2 separate regions of the Macaca mulatta genome follow, and region 2 is linked to region 1. The links are chromatin contacts, called in public Hi-C maps. All regions are on one chromosome and are shown on one strand. Each heading gives the region's core, a stretch centred on a gene start, on an enhancer-like site or on the middle of the called end of the contact. The rest is flanking DNA. Distances are from core to core; before and after follow the strand shown.

What was found. A called contact is a pair of places that touch in the nucleus more often than the background predicts.
Region 2: a Hi-C map of liver shows a contact between it and region 1, with 11 times the contacts expected there. The contact joins the promoter of HIBCH here to the promoter of WDR75 in region 1. A contact is called at or near these places in 2 of 14 Hi-C or Micro-C datasets (fetal cortex germinal zone and liver).

What each region holds. Positions count from the first base shown.
Region 1 is chr12:94,420,911-94,424,453 of T2T-MMU8v2.0, forward strand. WDR75 (WD repeat domain 75) reads left to right here and starts at 1,864. Exons shown (of 21, transcript XM_001106363.5): 1 at 1,864-1,968. The coding sequence starts at 1,883. LOC114671376 (a long non-coding RNA gene) reads right to left here and starts at 1,424. Exons shown (of 6, transcript XR_013402078.1): 1 at 1,373-1,424.
Region 2 is chr12:95,330,537-95,334,079 of T2T-MMU8v2.0, forward strand. HIBCH (3-hydroxyisobutyryl-CoA hydrolase) reads right to left here and starts at 1,579. Exons shown (of 14, transcript XR_013402082.1): 1 at 1,521-1,579.

The DNA.
Region 1 (3,543 bases), core at 614-3,113:
GACAAAGGGTATCACAGTCATGAAAGAGAAAGCTCGTTACAGCTTGAGATAAACCAAAATTATTAAATATCTCTCTTTCTAGTTCTGGCTCCCCAAATAATAAAGTTTTGAGCCCTTTAATAAGCTAGACTTCTCAGTTAAAAAGTAAATTTATCCCTGATTTTTACAGTGGTGCTGTCCCAGGATGTCTTGACCTTCGTGGACACTGTATTTCTCCACAATAAATAAACTTATGGGTATAATCATGTGTGGTTTAATGATGGGGATATGCTCTAAGAAATGCATGTTAGGTGATTTCATCATTGCGTGAATATTATAGAGTGTACCAACACAAACCTAGATGGTACAGCCTACTACACACCTAGGCTATACCTTATAGCTGATTGCTTCTAGGCTACAAATCTGAACAACATTTTACTATACTCAATATTACAGGCAATTGTATTATTAACACAATTGTATTATTTAAATACACCAATACTTTTCTTTTTTTTTTTTTTTTTTTTTTTTTTTTTTTTTTTTTGAGACGGAGTCTCACTCTGTTGCCCAGGCTGGAGTGCAGTGGCATGATCTCTGCTCACTGCAAGCTCCGCCTCCCGGGATAGCGCCATTCTCCTGCCTCAACCTCCAGAGTAGTTGGGACTACAGGCGCCCGCCACTGCGCCTGGCCAATTTTTTGTATTTTTAGTAGAGACGGGGTTTCACTGTGGTCTCGATCTTCTGACCTCGTGATCCCCCTGTCTCGACCTCCCAAAGTGCTGGGATTACAGGCGTGAGCCACCACGCCCGGCCATAATACACCAATACTATTCTGTTAATAGTATTGATGTATTAAAATACATAAAAGGTACAGTAAAAACATAGTATTACAATCTTAAGGAATCACTATGTTACATGCACTGACTGAAAGATCCTTACGTGGCATGTGACTATACTTGTGACTTTGGTAATTTTGTGGTAAATCAACAAATCAAGAAGCGAAATCAAAATAGGCAACATGATATACAGGGTCCAAGAATATGATACGTGTAACTTTACAAAGGAAAACAAACTGGCAAAAATAAACATCTTCGGATTTTAGGGGTTCCTAACCCACAGGCTCTATCCACTAATGGGAAAAGGTAAAACCCAGGAAACCAGAGAGCAGCGCCCTGAAACCTGGCGGGACTGGCCGAATGTCAGATTAGCCCGAGCAGCTACACTGAACGCTGGGGAAGATGCACCAGAATACCGCAGTAGGAGCCAGATTTCCAAAGGAAGAAAGCTAGGCCCTAGGACTGTGGAGATTCTGTAGGAACCTAAGCGATGCTCACAAGAACAGAAGAATGGTTAATGAGAGGAACAAAAAGCTGTACAAGGAGGAGAAAGCTACCTTTCCACCCAATAACGCAACGCGGCGACCAACAAAACCAGGGACGCGAGAGGCTCGCGTCATCCTGCAGCGCCGAGATCACAGACACCAGAAAGTGACGCCTCCGATGAGACTACTGGAGGTCACGTGGTACATTGTGCACCACGTTTCCCTTCTGGCAGAAAAAGCCATAGAGTCAGGTTGACAAGGCTTGAGAGAAATATGTCTGTATTAAATAATTGTGTATAGGTATATAATAAAACACTGATTCTCTCTAAGTCTCTGTTTTGCTTTCATCTTTTCTTACAAGTGTCTTAGTTTGGCATTGCCCACACAAAAGATGGCTGCACGGAAGCCGAGTCTTAGTTTGGCATTGCCCACACAAAAGATGGCTGCACGGAACCACGGAGTCTCAGGTCTAGAAGGGCCCGTGGGTGGGTTCTGTGGGCTGGGAACAGCCGTGTTACACCCGGCTCAATATAGGAAGTTCAGGGCGGTACCAGCGATTGGTCATTCTGCGACTGCGCAAAGATGGTGGAAGAGGAGAACATCCGCGTGGTTCGTTGTGGCGGCAGCGAGTTGAACTTTAGGAGAGCTGTGTTCTCTGCAGATTCTAAGTATGAGGGGCACCGCGCTTTGTCGGCTGAGGGGCGGGGCGTGAGTTTCTCGAGGGTCGGGGAGAAGGAACTGTCAGTCGCGTTCGGACTCGCCAGCCTGGCGGATATGGGCTTTGGGTAGAGCACGCGCGTGTGGGGGATCCCCAGGGTACCCGGGAGGTCCGGTTAGTACTGCAGGTTGGGGTGCGCCCCCCGATTCCTGGACAGTTTACCTGCAGGTAGATTGAAAGGCCCTGGAGCCGGTCTCCGTGTCGAGGATCTGGAAGGTGCTCGGGCGGCCGGAAAATGGTCCATGCGTGGATGTGTATGCCACTACTTTTGCAGTACCTACTCTTTCGTACAGAATCATGTTTTGGAGTGACTAAAACCTAAAAATATTAGGCTTTTTTAATCCACTCCTCACCCTTGAAGCATAGAGCATAGTGCAGTCTTTTTGGAACTTTACGTGAAAACAGATGGTAGATCTTTATGAGGTAAAAAATACGCTAAGACTTGGTCTTTTTTCTCAGTGTAGCTGGAAACCAAACCATTCCCTGGCTTCAAAATCCACTTCTTACCTTATGAAATCTTTGTAAGTTTTTTAATATTTGCCTCAGTTGCCATCATCTGTAAAAGGGGGATAATATTTAGTTCATCTCACACGGTTATTGGGAGGATCAAATGCCTCAATGTGTTAAAACTACAGACAGCAATGCCCAGCATATAATGGCTCAATGTATGTAGCTGTAATCATTATTACTGTATTGTCAGGTTTTCAAATAACTTTAGGTAGAGTGACACTTAATAAAATCAAAAAACCCTTTCTGTCTTAGAAGAGTAGAGATAGTATTTTATGAAAGTTTGTAGCCTCCACAATATTCTTTTTTTTTTTTTTTTTTTTCCTGGATACAGAGTCTCACTCTGTCACCCAAGCTGGAGTGCAGTGGCTCAATCTAGGCTCATTACAACCTCCGTCTCCCTGGTTCAAGCAATTCTAGTGCCTCGGCCTCCCAAGTAGCAAGTATTATAAGCGCGGGCCACGACACCAGCTAAGTTTTGTATTTTTAGTAGAGAGAGGGTTTCGCCATGTTGGCCAGGCTGCCCTGGAACTCCTGGCCTCAAGTGATCTGTCCACCTGAACCTCCCAAAGTGCGGCGATTACAGTGAGCAACCGTGCCCGGTCAGCCCCACAATATTCTGCATATGAGTGTATGACAGGTAGTTGTTGAAGGCAATGCATGCATGACTGAAAGAGCTTTCATAAATTGCCTTAGAAGCCCCCAAAAAAAAAAAATGAGTCCTTAGGCTTTGTTTACATTGATCTTATGAATCAAAGGAAGAAACAGACTTTTAGAGGCTCACACTCTTGACACTTCGGACTCATATCCATGTAACCAGTTTCTTCAGTGTACTGTTTCTATACCTTATTCATTATAATGAGGTCCATTATGTGTTTCATTTGCTAAGCCCAACAATTCATTTTTTAAGTATTTGTCAACTATGTATTATGTGTAACATGCTGCAATGACTAAAACTAAGATAATTTTAATATTGATCCTGCCTTCGAGGAGTTTACAGTCTAGTGAGGAAAAGGAA
Region 2 (3,543 bases), core at 329-2,828, 910 kb after region 1:
TTTGAGTTACGCTAAGAGAGATGATTTGGGAACCAAAAAAAAAAAAAAGTCCAAGAGCTAAACTGGCACTGGGGTAAGAGGAGAGGCGGCGGAGAGTGGCATTAGAAAAATAGGCCAGTACCAAAGAAGCCAAGGGAGGCCAGAGTTCAAGTGGGGTTGCCCAACACTGTCAACCATGGCCCAAGGCCTTTTCTCCTCTCAGAAACACTTTCCGTAGCACCGTATTCCCTTACACGCTTGAGGGTTAGGCTACTGCGGACTGGACCACTTTGGCCTCTGCTTTCCAAGATAATGCCCACTCCAGGGCTGAGTTTGGAAAAGGCATCTCAGATCAAAGCCCCCAAAATGGTCCTGCCCTCACCTACAGAGTCTGCAACTTGGAACGTGGGGTGGAAGAAAGCCAAGCTGAATTGTGGAAATGACAGATCCTGTCCTAAGTCAGTTAACTTTAACGAACATGTCTTTCCAGTTTGTTTCTCTATTTGCTATTTGCTGACAACACTGAAAAAGCGGCAGCAACGATTACGGGTACTGATTTTCTTACTATTTACTAAATCTCTCCATGAGCTCGTGCAAGGACTAAATTTTAAGGTATTAAAAAAACAAGCAGAAAAGCAACTCTTAAATGTATAACAAATATATACTGAGAATTAGGTCTGTGGATACAGTGTTAGAAGTCTAGACACTTTCCCCTGAAACTATTCTTCTTAATTCAAAGAAACACCTCCATCCCTTTTCAGGAAACCCAGAAGGCAAACTCTAAGGCTTAAAGAATCCAATAATTTAAGTTGTCCTTATTTTAATGAAATAAACATGGTTCTCCCTTCAAGTGGGCGCAGCTGCTACCTGACATGACAGTACAGGGCCAGACAGTGGGCTGTTCAAGACGCATGTAGCCTAACTTCCTAAAGATGTGGCTACCAGATTTCTTAGGCTGAGCTCAAGGTGCAGTGAGGGGTACTTTTGAAAAGTTAAACAACGTTTGCAAACATGCTCCCCCATGCCACGTTAAATGTCCCTCAACACTAGCCTGAAAGTTCCAGATGCCTGCACTGACGCTGGAGCCATGCAAGAAAGCTGAATAAAATCATACCACGGGCAGAGAGAGGTGCAGCAAGTGACAAGGCACCTGTGTGTGTTGACTGCACAAAACATGCCGCACAATTCCTCTAAGCTGAATCCCTCCGTGTCCCCAAACTGCACCCAACTTTGAAGAAAGAAAAGAAATTGAGGCCAAAAGAATGCAAGTCGTGTGGGGACAAGGTTGAATTAAGAGCTAGAGTGGCAGAAAACGCGGGTGCCGCCGCAAAGAAGATGCTAGAGGGAGAAAGGGAAGACAGGGACGGGGGCTGGGGCTTGGGGAGGGCCAAGGTTGGGGTGGGCCAAGGTTGGGGTCTCAAAACTGCGCCTCTGAGCGCGACTCGAAACTTCGAGGCCAGCAGTCTCCACCCCCGGCCCTTTTCCCACTTTGGAGAGCGCCGCTGAAGAGCCTGCCCTTGGCTGCTCGCTCTCTCACTCACCTCGACATGAGCCTCCACACCTCCCGCTGCCCCATCGCCAAACACTCCAGAGCTAAAGCAACGTAGTGAGAATCACGCGGACCCTTCCAGCGCCTCGCGTGAGCCCCGCCCACCGCCGTCCGGCCCCGCTGGGCACAGATGACAAGTCCTCCAGAAAGCCAGAGCGACCGTTTCCGCTACGCGGCAGGGAGGGGCGGGGCAAGAACGACGCCTGGAGGAAATAGTTGAGGGCGGGGAAGGGGGATGGGACCGGTGCGGGGCGGGCCTGGGATCGGGGACGGGGCCAGGGGGAAGGCGGAGAGCGAGCTGAGGCGGAGCGGTGAGAGGGAGGATAGAGCAGACTAGGGCGGATTCGCAGGAAAGGAGATTGCCCTCTAGAGGCTGTCTTAGCGTAAAGCGCAACTGTTGTAGGCTTGACCTGCAAAATTGACCAGCAGGAACTAATGTGAAAGACTTTTCTGGAATTTTAGTAATTTTTTATTAAAATGTAAACTTAGTATTATTTAAGAATCAAGTAGAGGAATTACACTTGATAAAGGACATCGGGGTAGTTTATTCATTCCTAACCCAATATAGCCTAATTCCTTTAACATTAGGATTGAGACATTTTCAGTTTTCTTGGGAAAAGTTATAGATCCCCCACTCTTCCTCAAAGACAGACAAGAGTTGTCTGATTAAGAGATAATAGATATGTCTTCCCAACTAAAGTAAAAGTTACTGTTATCAGTGAAAGCCTAATTGCATTCAGAAAGTAGCTTACTCTTAAATGAAACCCGCATTTAACTTAACTACTAGGATCCACTGTTAAATTGAGGAAAAAGTTCCTCTGCTTCCAGATCCACCCAGATGTCTAGCAGAAGACATTTCATCGCCACTAGTAAGTATTGAAACATTTATCAGAAAGAAGAAATCCGGTGACAAATTTCAGAGAGGACACATGAAAGGAGTTATTCTTAGTACCTTGATACTTAAAGAGATACACTGTTGAGACTTTGATAAAAAATTACGTTTCTAACCTAGGTCAAATGTAATAACCAAATGCCCACTGAGAAGAGGACAGACAACAGACATCACAAAAGGAACTCCTTACCTGCAATTTGGTTTTTAACTGGCTACGGGACATCACGATCTGACATCACCATCATGCCTCATTCACTGAGCACAGAAATGAACCAGTCATCTGACCTAGCATGGTTTACTGGAAAAAGCATGGACTTTCCTGTTAGACAGACTGAGATTCAAACCTTCCTTGCCGCCCTAGCTTCATGTGTGTGAAACCTGAGTCTCAGAAGGCCTCATCGTTAGAAGGGCCCTGTGCTTGTTTTAATGTTGTGCTATTAATAATTTTTGAACAAGGAACCACAAATTTTCATTTTACACTAGGCCTGCAAATTACATAATCAGTCCTATCCCTAGCACACTAATAGTTTAATGACCTTGAGCAAATTATATAGCTTTTCAGAACCTCCATTTTCTCATCTGAAAATGGATGTGCTGATGATTAAAGACTAGAGGTGTTTGTGAAGATCCATTGAAATATAGAAGGAAATATGTGCATAAATTACTTAGGACCTCGTAGGTATCAAGACCTGTCAGTTATGCCACACCTTCCACCAAGCTGTCCTTCCTATTCCCAAATTCTCTATTTCTTCTAATGATGCTATCATCTTCTGGCCCCCAGCTCTAGAAACCTTAGTCCTTTAAAAAAAATTATCTTAATATTCTATTCTGAAGATTTTCAAACATATAGCAAAATTATAAAAATTTAAAGCAAACACCCATGTGCTCACCACATAGATTCTACCTAGATTTACATTTTGTCTTGCTTTATTCCTTATCCCAAATACCTTATTTTTAAATGCTTTTCAAAGTTAATTACAGGCATCGTTTTACTTCTCCCAAAATATGGCATGTGTCTTATTATCTAGAGTTAAATATTTGTTTACATATTTTCCCTTTTGCCACAAAATTTACATACAATGAAATGCACAAATCTTAAGTGTACATTCACTGAGTTTGACAA